3 separate regions of the Mus musculus genome follow, and regions 1 and 3 are each linked to region 2. Evidence: chromatin contacts called from public promoter capture Hi-C data. All regions are on one chromosome and are shown on one strand. Each heading gives the region's core, a stretch centred on a gene start, on an enhancer-like site or on the middle of the called end of the contact. The rest is flanking DNA. Distances are from core to core; before and after follow the strand shown. Region 1 holds the start of Cyp4v3 (cytochrome P450, family 4, subfamily v, polypeptide 3). Region 2 holds the start of Mtnr1a (melatonin receptor 1A). Region 3 holds the start of Fam149a (family with sequence similarity 149, member A).

Region 1 (4,677 bases), core at 946-3,445, 260 kb after region 2:
TTTGAGCAGTCCAGACTGTGAGGAGTAGCACCAGCGATAGAAAATGAAATACTGGAGAAGAGGAAGTGGGGGAAGGCCAAGGGCTTGCCTAAGCAGTGAAGTCTGAAGGCTGGCAAGCCTGGACTTCTGATGACCAACGTGGCTGGAGAAAAACCTCAGAGAGACACCAGTTTGCTTTCTGCATTGTTTCTTCTGAACTCAGGGTGTTAGGATTCTGCTCATGTTAAAGAGGAATTTTTCTTATCTGGGCCGCTCAGATTCACTAACCTCCTTTAAAAACTCTTTACCAACACTCAAAAATAATACCTTTACCAGGTCTTGGGGTGGTTCATTTTACTGAACATGATGGGGCTCTGTATATAGCAGAGACACTGGACTGTTTCCTGATGGGCATTTTGGGTTTTGTATTTCATCTTCTGCGATTTTCACAGTGGAATGGTTAGGGTAGACTCTCAAGTGTCAGAGTGGAAGGGGATGTTAGCTTTCTTTTGAGTATTATTCAACTAAACAGCATGGGTTTTTATCAACATGGTTCTAACATACATAAAAGTGTTGTTGGATTACTTCTTATAAGTCACACCGATTGTTAGGTGACGAGAATTTGCTTGGATTTCTGCTAGATAGTATTTTCGTACAAACTTTCCCATGGTGTCCCATGTTATTCAAGTTAAGTTGTTGTGACAGTTTTTGTCCTGGGTCGCAGAAGTGATAATAAAGGATCTTAAGAAGATTTAAATGCTTAGCATAGGGAATGCCAGGGTTGTGACATGGGAGTGGGTGGGAGGGTGGGAGAGCACCCTCATAGAAGCAGGGGGAGGGGATGGGATAGGGAGGTTTTGGAGGGGAAACCGGAAAGGGGGATAACATTTGAAATGTAAATAAAGAAAATAACCAATAAAAAATTTAAAAATAAAATGAGATGCAACTATATTAAAACCTATATTAAAGAAGATTTAAAATTGATGGTCAGCCCGTAAAACAACTATTAATAGTTAATCTGAAGAAAAGGTAGGATCTGGTGTAGGTTCTTTTAAAATGTGCCATCTGGAAGTCTCTTCTCAGTTCTGGATGTCCAGGCTTACACAGCCATGAAGATTAAGTGTTAAGACTGAATACACTATCTCTAACAGGGAACCACAGATACCACTATTTTTAAGAACTTTCTGACTTTAGGTATTTTTCTAAAGCAAAAGAACAAAATTTTTTTGCATAAAACATTTCTTTAAAATTATTTCAGGTTTAAAAAACACCACCAACAACAATAACGACAAAAACCTCTCCAATAAGTAAGATTTTTGAACCTAGCCATATAAATTTACTTCAAGGCCCTTGGCAGTAGAGTCTGCTGAAGTGGCCTTGAAAGACTTCCTCAGAAGGATTGATCTACAAAGGCCAAGAGGATTTTAACTGCATATCAATCAATTAATTTTACTTGGAAAGACTGTAACCTGTTCTATACACACATGCTATATACACATATGTATGTTTGCTATGCTCGTTATAGGATGGGAGGCACAAAGCAATTTGGCAGGCACTAGAGTGGAAATGGGTATGGGGAGAATTAGGAACTTACTCCCTGGAGGGTAAGGGTGAGTTGGAGGGGTGGGGGTGTGGAGGTTGGAAGATTTCTTCTTTCTCCTAGCAGGTCTGAGGGATGTGAAGACCTCAATTGTGGCAAGAAAAAGTTGGGAGGGAGTGGGAGCAGTCCATTAAATAGGTGTCTCTGACTGACGAGGCGCCTAACAGCCTTAGTTAGAGTAGTAGACGGAGTAGACACTTCCTTGTACATACACATACCTGCGTTGTTGGGCTTCATATAAAGCGCGTGTCCCACCAAGGGGTAGGCGCGGGCCACCGACGGGATTGACCGCATCTGCTGCCATTTCCGCGCGTAGCTTACCAGCATCGGAAAGATGCTGATCAGGATAGTGGCGCCGGCCAGGGAGACCGCGCTCGCTGCGCCCCAAAGCAATAGTTTCTGCCCACTGAGCCCTAACCACAGCCACAACATCTCTCTGATTCCCCTCTTCCCTCTGGATTGCCAGTGAGAAGGTGGCGACCAGTCGCTGCCGGGTGCAGAGGAGGGAGGGACAAATTCGGGAACTCCAAGCTCCCGGCTCAGGGCTCAGGAAAAAGAACCCCCGGGGCACACCAGGTCCTCTCAGATCTTCCAGCTCTGGAGCTGGGAAAATCTGTAGCGTCTGCACCACGCCCTGGGGACAAACTTTCCGAGGGGGCGGGGAAAGCTCCCGCAGGTTTGTTGTGATGCCCTGCACGAGTCTGCGTACTACGCGCCAGCCACTGGGGTTCAAGGCGAAAGCGAAAGACCGGAACAACTTCTGAGCTCTGAAGTTCAGAATGCACGTGAAAGCTCACGGTGTGGAAAGATGAGGATGGCGGAGGAAGTCGAATTTAGGGTAGCTTCGGGATGGAGAAGAAACTAGAAATTCGCATCGCCAGTTCCGGACACCCTAGGGCCGGCTAATGTGGGCTGTTAAGAATTTTGCAACTCCCTTGCTTTGTGGAAGGATTACAGATCTCATAAGCAGTCTGTTTTAAAAAATTCAAATGAAGAGTCCTCGGTGTCGAAAGGCAGTTTTTGGAATTCTAAATTCAACTAGCCCTTGCGCAAACCTGCATCAGTTGCTGCCCTAGGGCAGGGCCGGTTGCCCAGGGGCACCGGACACACTCTGGCCCCTGCTTCAGGGTCCGGCACAGCAACCGCCTTCCCATGACCTAGAAGTTTAGGGAAGCCACGTATCCAGTGAGTGTCAGCTGACAGACTGAATCACCAGAACTAAAGGAGAACACAGTCTAGCACTTCCCTAAACATTCTCTGATCAAGGAAAGCCAGAACTAGAGAGAACAAGGGTGGGGATGGAGGGGCTCAGAAGTGGGTGGAAGAAGGCATGCTATGAGGAGGGTTGGCAACAGTAATGGGGCACAGTCAAAGTGAAGCTAAAATGCCAAGCCTGCAGAAAGGGAAAGGCCAGAAAGAAGAAGCTAGCAAAGTTATTTACTAGCTACCCATGGAGGTCTCCAGCCTGAACAGGAGTCCCTGTTCTACACCCCATTGTCCTTACCAAAGGGCAGGATGAGAAGTGCCCTTGCCTACTGCACACTGGGGAGAGTGCCAAGAAAGTTGAAATCCACAGATGCCCTGGATTCTCATTTTCTTGAGAATGTTATTTTCATACAGAGACTGCATGGTGTGCCCACAAACACCCGTGTGGCCTCTGGGACCTGAAGAAAGCACATCTAGGGCTTTCCTCAGTTGAATTTTTAAAAACGTATTACATTCTTTTTAAACTGTATGCAAGCATGGAGATCAGAGGACAACAACCCACCATGTGGTTTTGGAGGCTCAAACGCAAGTGGTCAAGTTTGGTGTCAAGCTCTTTGGCCAGCTGAGCCATGTTGCCCACCCCTGCAGTTACTTTTTACAAAAGAGCCATCTGGTGTGTACTGTCAGGAAAAGAAGTTCATAAAACATTAAGTGAAAGAGCAAAAGAAAACAAATGACGAAGCAAAATATACATTGTTACATTATCGTAAGTATTCAAAGTAGCATGTTATATAGTGTATGTATCCACACTAGTGTAGAACATTAATATATTTCATAAAACATAGTAATATAAATATAGATGCTTCATATGCTGTGGATAATTATGAATATTCCTTCTCTTTGATATCTTTTGACTCAATTATTTCCATTCAGTACATATGCTTATGAGCAGAAGTGCTCGGTGATATGCTAATATATAATTGTCCTTAAAATTGCCTGTTTTCAAGAAGTGTATTGGGGCTGGTGAGATGGCTCAGTGGGTAAGAGCACCCGACTGCTCTTCTGAAGGTCCGGAGTTCAAATCCCAGCAACCACATGGTGGCTCACAACCATCTGTAATGAGATCTGACGCCCTCTTCTGGAGTGTCTGAAGACAGCTACAGTGTACTTATAATAAATAAATAAATAAATAAATAAATAAATAAATAAGAAGTTTATCGATTTACTGTATTTATTATATTCCATGGCTATAATGCACATACACCAATATATCTACGAATGCATAAATATAATGAAAACTTTTCTTTGCAACTACACTAGGCAGGTATGGAGGCAGAAAGTGAAGAGTTGTTTTTGGTTTTGGTTTTTTTGTTTTTGTTTTGTTTTTTTCCTTCTGCGTTGTTGAATCACTTTCAGGCATTCTACAGAAATATCGTGTTTACTTACTGCTGTTAAGTATGTCTCGTGAGCTTTAGTTTGCTTCCCTCTAAAGGGAGCCCTAAAAGGACTGAGGCTGAGCTGTAGGCTCAATTACAGCTATAAGAGTAGAAGATATGCCTCTATGTGATTTGCTGCTAATCTCTGTGGACAAAGGGGAATTGTAAGATAAACCCATCTCTTCACAAACAAGCTTGGGGCGTGTCTCAGTAAGGGACAAACAGGGATATGGGTAAAGGCAAGTTTCCAAACATGGAATGGTGTGAGCTCTACCACACTTTCAGGGTCCCTCCAAAGAGCACTGTCTATTTTCAGGGAGGTGGGGAGAACGGACAGGGACTGGATGCCAAGTGTAGGAGCTTTGTCAGTGTTGCATAAAGGAGGACAGGCATTGAAGATTCGTCCTAAGGGATGGGGAAATCTGTTGATTTGTAGATGAGCAAAATAGATATTAT
Region 2 (4,276 bases), core at 735-3,234:
ACACCAGTGACACCCTCTAATTCTCAATTTCCAGTTTTAATTATTTCTAATTATGAGCCCTAGTCATCTTGCCATTATTTTTACCCACACTCACTCAAAAATGTTACACTCGTTACATTGCATTACAATGCTTCATTGTTACATCATATATTCACATACATATATCATGTCATATATCAACAATATACATCATGTCATATATCATATATATCATATCATATATTGTATTGCTATACCATATATCATCTCCTGTTTTATATAGTTTATGTTATGTTTTTCTTATTATAGGTGTCAAACATTTCTGTGGCCAATACCGGTCTATTGAGAAACACAGTCACTTAGAAATGAGGTTTGGAGCTGTGGACTCAGGGGGACTCAAGTTCAAAACCTGTTTTCACTCATGACTGATTGCATACCTCTGCACGTTACTTCACTGGCCAGTGTTGCAGGGTTTCAGCCAACATATGGCCCTCACAGTGTCAAACCCTGTCAGATTAACATCGTGTAAGACTGCCCATTTGAAAAAGCTCTCCCAGGGCTGTGCAGAGAGCCCTAGGTCAGTTGATGACCTAAGCTCATGGGTCTTTTCTATGCTCACGATGATGGGGTTCGGTCCCACTCTCCCTCTCATGCTCACTTAGTGAGGGGGCCCTTCCTTACCTCAAGTTTAGAGACTCACTTACCCACATTCCCTTAAACATATCTTCCTGTCCATCACCGATTTCCCTCATTGCTAATTTAAAACATTAACCTTCTTAATTCTGTGCTTTATTCTCGGTTTAGATGAAATCTCGCACATCCCAGGTTTGTCCTGAACAGCGGAGGATGACCTTGAACCTCTGATCCTTTGCCTTCCCTCCTGGGTGCTGGGGTTACGTGACTGAGGTGCCACATCCAGTTTATACAGCACTAGAAATGGAGTCTAAGATTTTGCAAATGCTGCACAGGAGCCCTAACGACAGAGCCACACGCTCAGGCCCCTCAATTCTGCATTGCATTTCTTCTTGAAATTATTGATGAACACAACCATTTTACTTAATATGATTTGTTGAGACAGGATTTTATACAGCAACACTGATTGACCACACAGCTCAAGATGCCCCCAAACTGGTGTTGATTCTCCTGCCTCAGCCTCCAGAGCTACGACACATTGTTTAATTTTAATACAGATTTTAATATTGTCATGTCATGCTTTTCTGGTATTCATCTTCTTAAAATGTATTTTCTTCATTTTTCTTCACTCTTTCAAAGGGACTTTGGAAATGCTTAGGAATTGGACAGCCATAAAATATATGGAGAGCATGAAAATTTAAGTGTTCAATATGAGAACATCATATGTTTTGTGTAAGTCTCCTTCCCCATGTTGAAGAAAGTTTTGGGGTTTTGTTCCATTCTGTACAGAGCTGGCTAATGCACTTCCCAGAAATCTTACACTGTGGTTCTACGTCTGCTTCTATTATCTCAAGTTTCTGTTTTCACTGATAGTTTCAAAAGAACATATACACCTGTCATCTGCAAATATTTACATTTTGTTTCGTTTAATTGCCAGAAACACCCAGAACAGACATTAAATCGTGCTATGCCAGACGGAAAGGGTGTGATTTAATATCATTATTACTTTATTTTTACACATCATTGACTATTAAAGTTGATGAGTTAGATTCTATTTTCATCTTCATTTTCCGGATAAGACATCCAGGGCATCTAGTCCTGGTTAGGATTCAAGTTCGTGAATCGAGGCCTTCCAGGGTGCAAGTTTCCCTCCACTTGATGCCTCCACGTGTCTCACCGAGTCTCGCCACACGGGGGCGCAACGTGCACGCACTGTGGGACCTCCGAGTCCAAGTTGCTGGGCAGTGGACAGCAGGTGTCAGCAGGCGGCAGTGGCCAAGTGCAGAGAGGGTGTCCTACCACCGGGAGGGGCTGGAGTGGGCAGGACAGCCGCGAAGCAATCATAAGGATGCAAAGTAGACGCGGGAGGGCCATAAAAAGTGGCGGAGAGGGCTCGAGCAGAGCTGAGCAGTTGAGGGCTCCGGGGCGACAGGACAATGGCCCTGGCTGTGCTGCGGTGAGGCACCCAGGGGACCATGAAGGGCAATGTCAGCGAGCTGCTCAATGCCACTCAGCAGGCTCCAGGCGGCGGGGAGGGAGGGAGACCACGACCGTCCTGGCTGGCCTCTACACTGGCCTTCATCCTCATCTTTACCATCGTGGTGGACATTCTGGGCAACCTGCTGGTCATCCTGTCTGTGTACCGCAACAAGAAGCTCAGGAACTCAGGTAGGGGCTCCGGGCACCTTTCCCAGCGCTAGCCCCATTGCGGGACACTGAGAAAACTTCAGAAAGTCCGTTTCTGAGAAATGAGACTTTGGATAATTTTCTCTCCTTTCTCTTGACCCTGTCCCTCTATAAGATGCCTTGACAAAGATCATCCAGGAGTCTTCAGTTCTTAGAGATGTAAAACTCTGTTCCCTCCCACAGCATCTCTTTACTCATCTAGATCAACGAACTCATCATCAGTTGTTTGGATTTGCATAAAATCCATTTCCCCCAACTTCGCAAAAATAGGAGAAGATGCAGAAGCCGCCAAAAACAACAGAGCTACTGCTTGGCTTTTGTTATCAGGTGTGGTTTTCAGCTAACAGCACCAAATTGCAAGGTAGTCTGGGAAGATGCTAAGAATGCTGAGGAAGCACCTTTGTTCCTCAAGTCAAATCTGCATTTTAGAAGATGAAAACTGTAGCGAGAAATGCATTTGCATAGAATATAGGACTAGAGTTAATTCTGTGTTTGAGTTACAGTTGGGGTTCCCTGGAGCAATGAGCTGACCTAGTTACCCTGCGTAAGAGCGTAAGAGCGGGTTGGTCGGTTCTCCCTAAGCTTTTTTATGCCTTCAAACAGCGTCAAGGTTGCTTGGATTTCTGTTCCTGGTTTGGAAGTAAACTTTTGGTAGAAGGGTAGAGGGGAATCCATTTGCTTAAATAAATGGCCCCAAATGATATTTTTGTCCTAAACCAGGTAGCTGGTGAAAACTCAAATTCAGGCAGCATGTGGCTCACCTTTGGCCTAGCTTCTGCAACGCTTCGGGCTGTGCAAAGTACAAGAATTAGTTTGAAAATATCTGATAATGTGAATTCAGTTTGGCTTAGAAAACGGGATGACTTCCTTTCACGGATGATCGGCCTAAACTAGAATCCAGTCTTCAGAATTCAATAGCTTGGTGGTTGTTGTTTGTGGAGCATTGGCAAAGCCCTAGGCTTGGTCTCCACCACTGTAATAAATGAATAGTTGGGATAAGCGAATAGTTGGGGGAGCACACCCCTTCTGAGAGCTAGGAGTCTCCACAAGCTGCACTGGGACCCTGAGCACCCATACAGAAAGTCCTTGAGTGAGCCCAAGGGTCGGGCATCAGACTCATTCACTTTACAGAGAAGGGTGTAGTGAGGCTCAGTAGTGGGAGGCTCTAATTCTTGGGGTTCCTGCCTGGAGCTCACCTACCTTGCTCCATTGGTCTCTATAACCTTTACTTGAGAAGTCTGAATCCTATGAGACATTTCCTATAAAAGGTGTTCACGATTCTGGTGGCTTGGGAAAAGTACCCCAACTGTCCTACTATTTTGAACATTATTGTCTAAGCAACTTCTTGAGTCCATATACTGCATTCCTCTCACTGTACAGAAGACCCTTGGTGAGTTTTAATTTGCAAAGCTTTAGAGCATCATATTTATATAACTAGACTACTGGCTCAAACACACCATCATTGAGTTCAAACCATTTGAGGCTCTTTTTTTTTTTTTTTTTTTTTTTTAAGAATAAATAGTGATTTGGACCATAGCTAGAGCTAGCTGATTCAAGCATACTGTTAGATGCCTATTAAAAGTTTCAGAGGTGCCAAGTGCACACATTGAATCTCAGTGCTTGGGAATAGAAGGCAGCTGGGTCTCTATGAGTCTGAAGCCAGCCTGGTCTACAGATTGAGTTCCAGGCAAACTAAATAAATGTTTTAATGATTGCGCAATTTGTATATTTGTTCAATTTATCTTGTTGGTTTTAAAAACGGGAAGATGAAAAAAATATCAACCTGGACGGACGACTCGGTGACTGTCCTTACAGAGGTCCCAGGTTCAGTTCCCAGCATTCAGATGGCAGCTCACATCCATTGGTAACTCCAAGTCCCAGAGATCCTACAAACTCTCCTGACATCCACGGGTACCAGGCATGCGCGTGGTACACATACCCACATGGAGGCAAACACTCATACATATAAAAACAAAAA
Region 3 (4,839 bases), core at 1,185-3,684, 310 kb after region 2:
ACTTGTGAAAAAACACAACATTCGATGCATTTTTAGTTCTGAAAGCAACTGAAACTTAATTTTTTTTTCACTTTTCAGTAACATTGGGTTCATTTGCTAATGCAGATTAGCTTCTGCAAATAACACCAACTGCAGAGTTATTTAAAAGTAAAAAGGGTTTGGAAAATACAAAGGAAACTACTATGTGCTCGGATCAAGGAATGCCTCTTCCCTTCCTGGCTCTTCTGCCTGTTCTCATGTCTATTTGCTAAAGAAAAGGGCTGAGCCTAGAGCTTAAGGTCACTGTGAAGATCTGTTTGCTCATGAAACATTAATTGTATAAATGTTAAGGACTAGTTGCTACTAACAAAGGCCCAGTTCCTTAGGTAACTAGAGCAGCTTTCCAAGTGTAAGTGATTTTCCATATTAAAGGGTAACTGGTTGACAAACAGCTTAATTTGACTGACTATTATGGAACTTCCAGTGCTGACAAGGATGCACCCATACCATGAACAACTTTCTTCTATGAGCATTCAAAAGGGCGGATAAGTTTGCACACACTTTAAAACATCTAGCAACATGCTCTCGATAAAAGTAGAATTCACTGTCACTCTAGAGTCTCGAGTTATTTGGTAAGGATAATGCGTTGATTTCAAAGGGTAAGTATATGGTGTGTGTGTATGGTGTGTGTGTGTGTGTGTGTGTGTGTGTGTGTGTGTGTGTGTGTGTGTGTGTTTGTGTGTGTCCGCTTAGAAAAGTGGCCTCCAATTCCCATTCTGTTCTGGTGAAGTCAGTCATTGTTTCTGTAGTAACTCAGGGCCCCAAGACAGAACTCAAGACCTCTGGGAGATGTAATTCTAAGCATCACAGGTCTCCTTTGTAACAGATGAGGTGATACATATGTAAATTAACTAGGTGTCATGTAAAGGAAAGTCATTCCTCTTGGGATCTGATCCTCAAACTGTGGAAGCACAGCCATTTCTTAACCATTGCTGCTCTCCAGTAGAGCGGGTTGCCTGGACACCTGGTGCATTCTGTCGCAGAGAAAGGTGCTTGAAAATAAACAGACTCGTGAAAATCATGCTCACTGTCTAGGGTTCAGTGCTTCGGGTAGCAGAGACCTAGCACACAGTCTGTCCCTTCCCTCTTTTTCTCCCTTGATCAACAAGAAGTTTACTGTGAGGATGTTAAGGGAAAGTTTCTCATAGTCTATGTTGGAAATGACCAGAAAGCCTGGGAGTGGGCGGAGTGAACCCGGGAAGAGATTGTGGCAGGCAGAGGGTGGAAGTCAAAGTTGACAACACTGTTGCTACTCACCCTTCTGGGTCATCCTGGGAGTCGCTGTCCGAGGTCCATTCCTCGCCAATGTCAGGCAAGGTGAAAAACAGAGTTTTGGGAACCGGACCCGGGGCCATCCATACACTGGGCTCTCGCTCTCCAGGAGCTCGCAGCTGGCGAGGGTTCCGTGGACTTGATGCTGTGACGCTGTTGCTGCCCAAGGGGATGGTGACAGAAGGCAGGGTCGCCCAGTCAACCCCTGGGCTGGGTAAAGTCACTGAAGCCACTGAGCCGGCAGAGCCACTGTAGGGGGTTAAGGGCGGTGCTATGGATGCTCCTGAGCTGCTGGGCAGAGATCCGGAACACCCTGTTGCTTCTACCCTTTGAGCAGCTGCGGAGCTCCTGGGGTGCGAGGCAGGGAGCGGAGTGTGCACCGGGGTGAAGGGCTCCCGTGAGGCCGCGGTGTCTGGAGGCAGAGATGGGAGCAAAGTCAGGGTCTCAGCCTCTCTAAGCGACGTGCTGGCGCCGGAGTCTACTGATCCTGTGGCCGCCGCGCCTCCAGGGTGGCTGGAGACTGCCGGGGATGCTGTTGAGAGCTTGAAGATCTTGGCAAACAGAGACCCCAGGTCCAACACAGCGACCTTCATGCCTTGGTCCTGGAGAGGTTACTGTGACTGTCGCCGGGAGGTCAAGGACACCAGGTGCTGGTCTGCAGGGCTCCATCCACCACCCCCTGCAGCGATCTGGATCAGATGGCTCTGGGGACGAGCAGAGGGTCCTGGGGTCCTGGCACACAGCTTCCTCGAGGCTTCTAGGTCTTTTTTTCCACCCACAGGAATCCGTTGTTTCAGCGTTTAGTTCCTTATGGGTCTGACAGACCCTCTCCAATGAACCCACAGATGTAAAGGCGACAGAGGGAGGCTGGTTACCCTCTGCAAAGAGAAATCCCTCCTGTCCCACAGTGTAGTAAGATGTTCAAGGGACCAGGGGCACAGAGCTCAAGGAGAGGACTAGTGTTGGATGCACGGATTATGGGCTAAACTCGCTGGAGATTCTCTGGCTGGCCCCTGGGGCTGCACAGGCGGTTGCTAAGCTAAACAAAACCCCTGCTAAGCTCTCTGCTAATTGGACTCCAGGCTGTAGCTGGGCTGTGTCCACAATAGAAACACCAGCTCCCCTCCTTGACTCTTGCCTTAAAGAAACAGTCTCAAATTTCGCCACCATCCTTACAGCTTCAGGCTGCCCAGGAGCTACTAGGACCTTGAACATAATCCCTGCAAGCGGACCCATCGGTTCCAGAATGTTCTGGAACTCATTCGACTTGACAAGTTCAAATATACCATGCTCATGATCATGATCTTTGATGTGAGAAGGGTGAGCAGGAAGGTGAATTGAGGGAATATGCTTGAAATGGGCTCCACTTTGTTTACCCCAAGATTTATTTTCTGTCCATCACTGAAGATGTCAAGATATCTTATGTGGAACAAATGGCATTACACCTACTTTGATTTTATATATGTATGAGCTGAGCTATGGTTATTTTTATACCTTCTGGTAAGCTTTGCATCTCCGTTTGTTGTAACTATGACAACATTTAAAAACACTTTTAATGAGGGGATCTCTACACTACCAACTGAAGACCAAGCCTCTAGCGCATGAACCTGGGAGGGTGTTTCTTTTCAAACTGTAACATAATTGGAACATCAAGCTTTATGTTTTCCCATAGGCAGCTCATTTTCTACCTATCATATTGAAAATGGCCCATGATCTCATTAGTGTATCCTACCTGGCAAATAAACATGTCAGAAGCACCTTTATAGAATTTCAAGACTCATTTAGCACTGAGAGACAAGGAGATACAGTGTTCTTGAAGTACAATAAAACTAACAAAACAAAACAAAACAAAACAGATACTTATCTATCTCAGGTTGTGACTGAGATAAGCCCTTAGACACAAGTGTAGCACATGACCACCATCTCAGTCAGCATCACCTGGGAGAAAGCACAGCACCTGCAGAGGGGGAGGGGCAGGGGGAGGGGGAGAGAGAGGGTGAAAGAGAGAGAGAGAGCTCTGGAGCAATAAGGCTCCATCTAATCAGATTCTGGGACTAGGAAGAGTATGCAGTCGTCAACATGGAAAGCTTGGAAGGAAGGATCTGGATGAGGGGAAGGGTGAGTGAGTGCCAGACAACCCCAGGTCAGCAGTGGTGGACCCTAGAGACAGAGGTGCTGGGGACAGACCAGAAAGGCTGTGACGACTGTAGGACAATGAAAGGCTATCAGAAGCAGACTGGCATTGGCCAACTGCCACTTGCCATGTTCTTGTCATTCCCCTGTGCTGCAATTTGCCAGATGGTCCCCAAGCTATGGAACATATGTCAGGGCATTCAGATACTTCACATAGCTCCTCAGGCTTGCAGTAAATGTTATGTGAATGGCTGGTCCCTTGTCCTTACACACACACTCTCTCTTTATATGTAGATATAGATATAGATACAGATACAGATACAGATACAGATACAGACACAGACACAGACACAGACACAGACACAGACACAGACACAGACACAGACACAGACACAGACACAGACACAGACACAGACACAGACACACAGACACACAGACACAGACACACAGACACAGACACAGACACAGACACAGACACAGACACACACACAGACACAGACACAGACATAGACACAGACACAGACACATATATATACACAGGCACACATACACAGACTCATATAATTCCTACAGTAATATTTCTGAATCATAGTTGACCTCAACTGAAACCATATGACAAAAAACCTGGGTGACAGGACCATAATATAATTAAGTTCTGATGAAGTCATTTGCATGGACCCTAAGCCAATGGGACAGTATACTGTGAGCAAGAAAAGTGACATGGGAGAAAACACCCTAACCTCTGTGGTGACAGATATGTGGACAGTCTCAAAACTACTGTTCAGGTGGTAGAGGGAGAGAAAAATCCTGACTTCCAGGTTTCCAGGGGATCCGAGCTTTGCAGATACCCAGTGTAGGATTTGTAGCCTGCAGAAGTGTGCTACGTGAAGCCATCCTGACGTGGCAACTTGTTATGATAACCCTAGGAAACTGTTAGGGGATTGCTTAAGCAAAGAGGAGCTTTTCACCATCATCGTATTTTACTTGTGATTCTAGAAAAGTATTCAGTGGCCACATTGGCTCTAAACAGCTGGCTATAAATTCAAGTGGTGATAGCAACTGTCTTTAATCCGTAGAGAAAGCGACAGAAAGAGAGAAGGCCCATGGAGGAAGGTCCCACTGCTAGTTAACTAATGACTGTGGCTTTCTGAAAAGCTAGCCCCATAAACAAGGGGCAGTGGATGAGTGATTGACCCTTTTGTTTTTGCAGACACTGCTTTGGAAAAATGATCTGTAATTGCACCCATAATAAACCCTTCTAAGGAAGCCACTGGGTCTCTTACAGCCATTGTTCATCCATCAACAGCTTTGTAGACACATGTGAGATGTTACCAGGTTAATCCTTAATTACCAACAGCATGCAGTTTTCATGACACGAGCCTTAGGTGGTGGACC

Evidence for each region. Promoter capture Hi-C pulls out the DNA fragments that hold promoters and counts their contacts.
Region 1: a promoter capture Hi-C map of liver shows a contact between it and region 2, with 5 times the contacts expected there. The contact joins the promoter of Cyp4v3 here to the promoter of Mtnr1a in region 2. A contact is called at or near these places in 19 of 39 promoter capture datasets (the 3T3-L1 cell line, 3T3-L1-derived adipocytes, the HPC-7 cell line and 10 more), 18 of 484 Hi-C or Micro-C datasets (the HL-1 cell line, Sertoli cells, brown adipocytes and 10 more), 3 of 115 datasets of contacts at active chromatin or transcription factors (all in embryonic stem cells) and 2 of 9 other capture datasets (embryonic stem cells and pancreatic islet).
Region 3: a promoter capture Hi-C map of embryonic stem cells shows a contact between it and region 2, with 4 times the contacts expected there. The contact joins the promoter of Fam149a here to the promoter of Mtnr1a in region 2. A contact is called at or near these places in 12 of 39 promoter capture datasets (the 3T3-L1 cell line, 3T3-L1-derived adipocytes, embryonic stem cells and 5 more) and 1 of 115 datasets of contacts at active chromatin or transcription factors (embryonic stem cells).

Annotation. Positions count from the first base shown.
Region 1 is chr8:45,330,968-45,335,644 of GRCm38.p6, forward strand. It overlaps Cyp4v3 (cytochrome P450, family 4, subfamily v, polypeptide 3), which reads right to left and starts at 2,196. Exons shown (of 11, transcript NM_133969.3): 1 at 1,798-2,196. The coding sequence starts at 2,011. The region is part of intron 3 of Gm30504 (a long non-coding RNA gene); the gene reads left to right.
Region 2 is chr8:45,067,123-45,071,398 of GRCm38.p6, forward strand. Mtnr1a (melatonin receptor 1A) reads left to right here and starts at 1,985. Exons shown (of 2, transcript NM_008639.3): 1 at 1,985-2,280. The coding sequence starts at 2,088.
Region 3 is chr8:45,379,857-45,384,695 of GRCm38.p6, forward strand. It overlaps Fam149a (family with sequence similarity 149, member A), which reads right to left and starts at 2,435. Exons shown (of 14, transcript NM_153535.2): 1 at 1,297-2,435. The coding sequence starts at 1,904.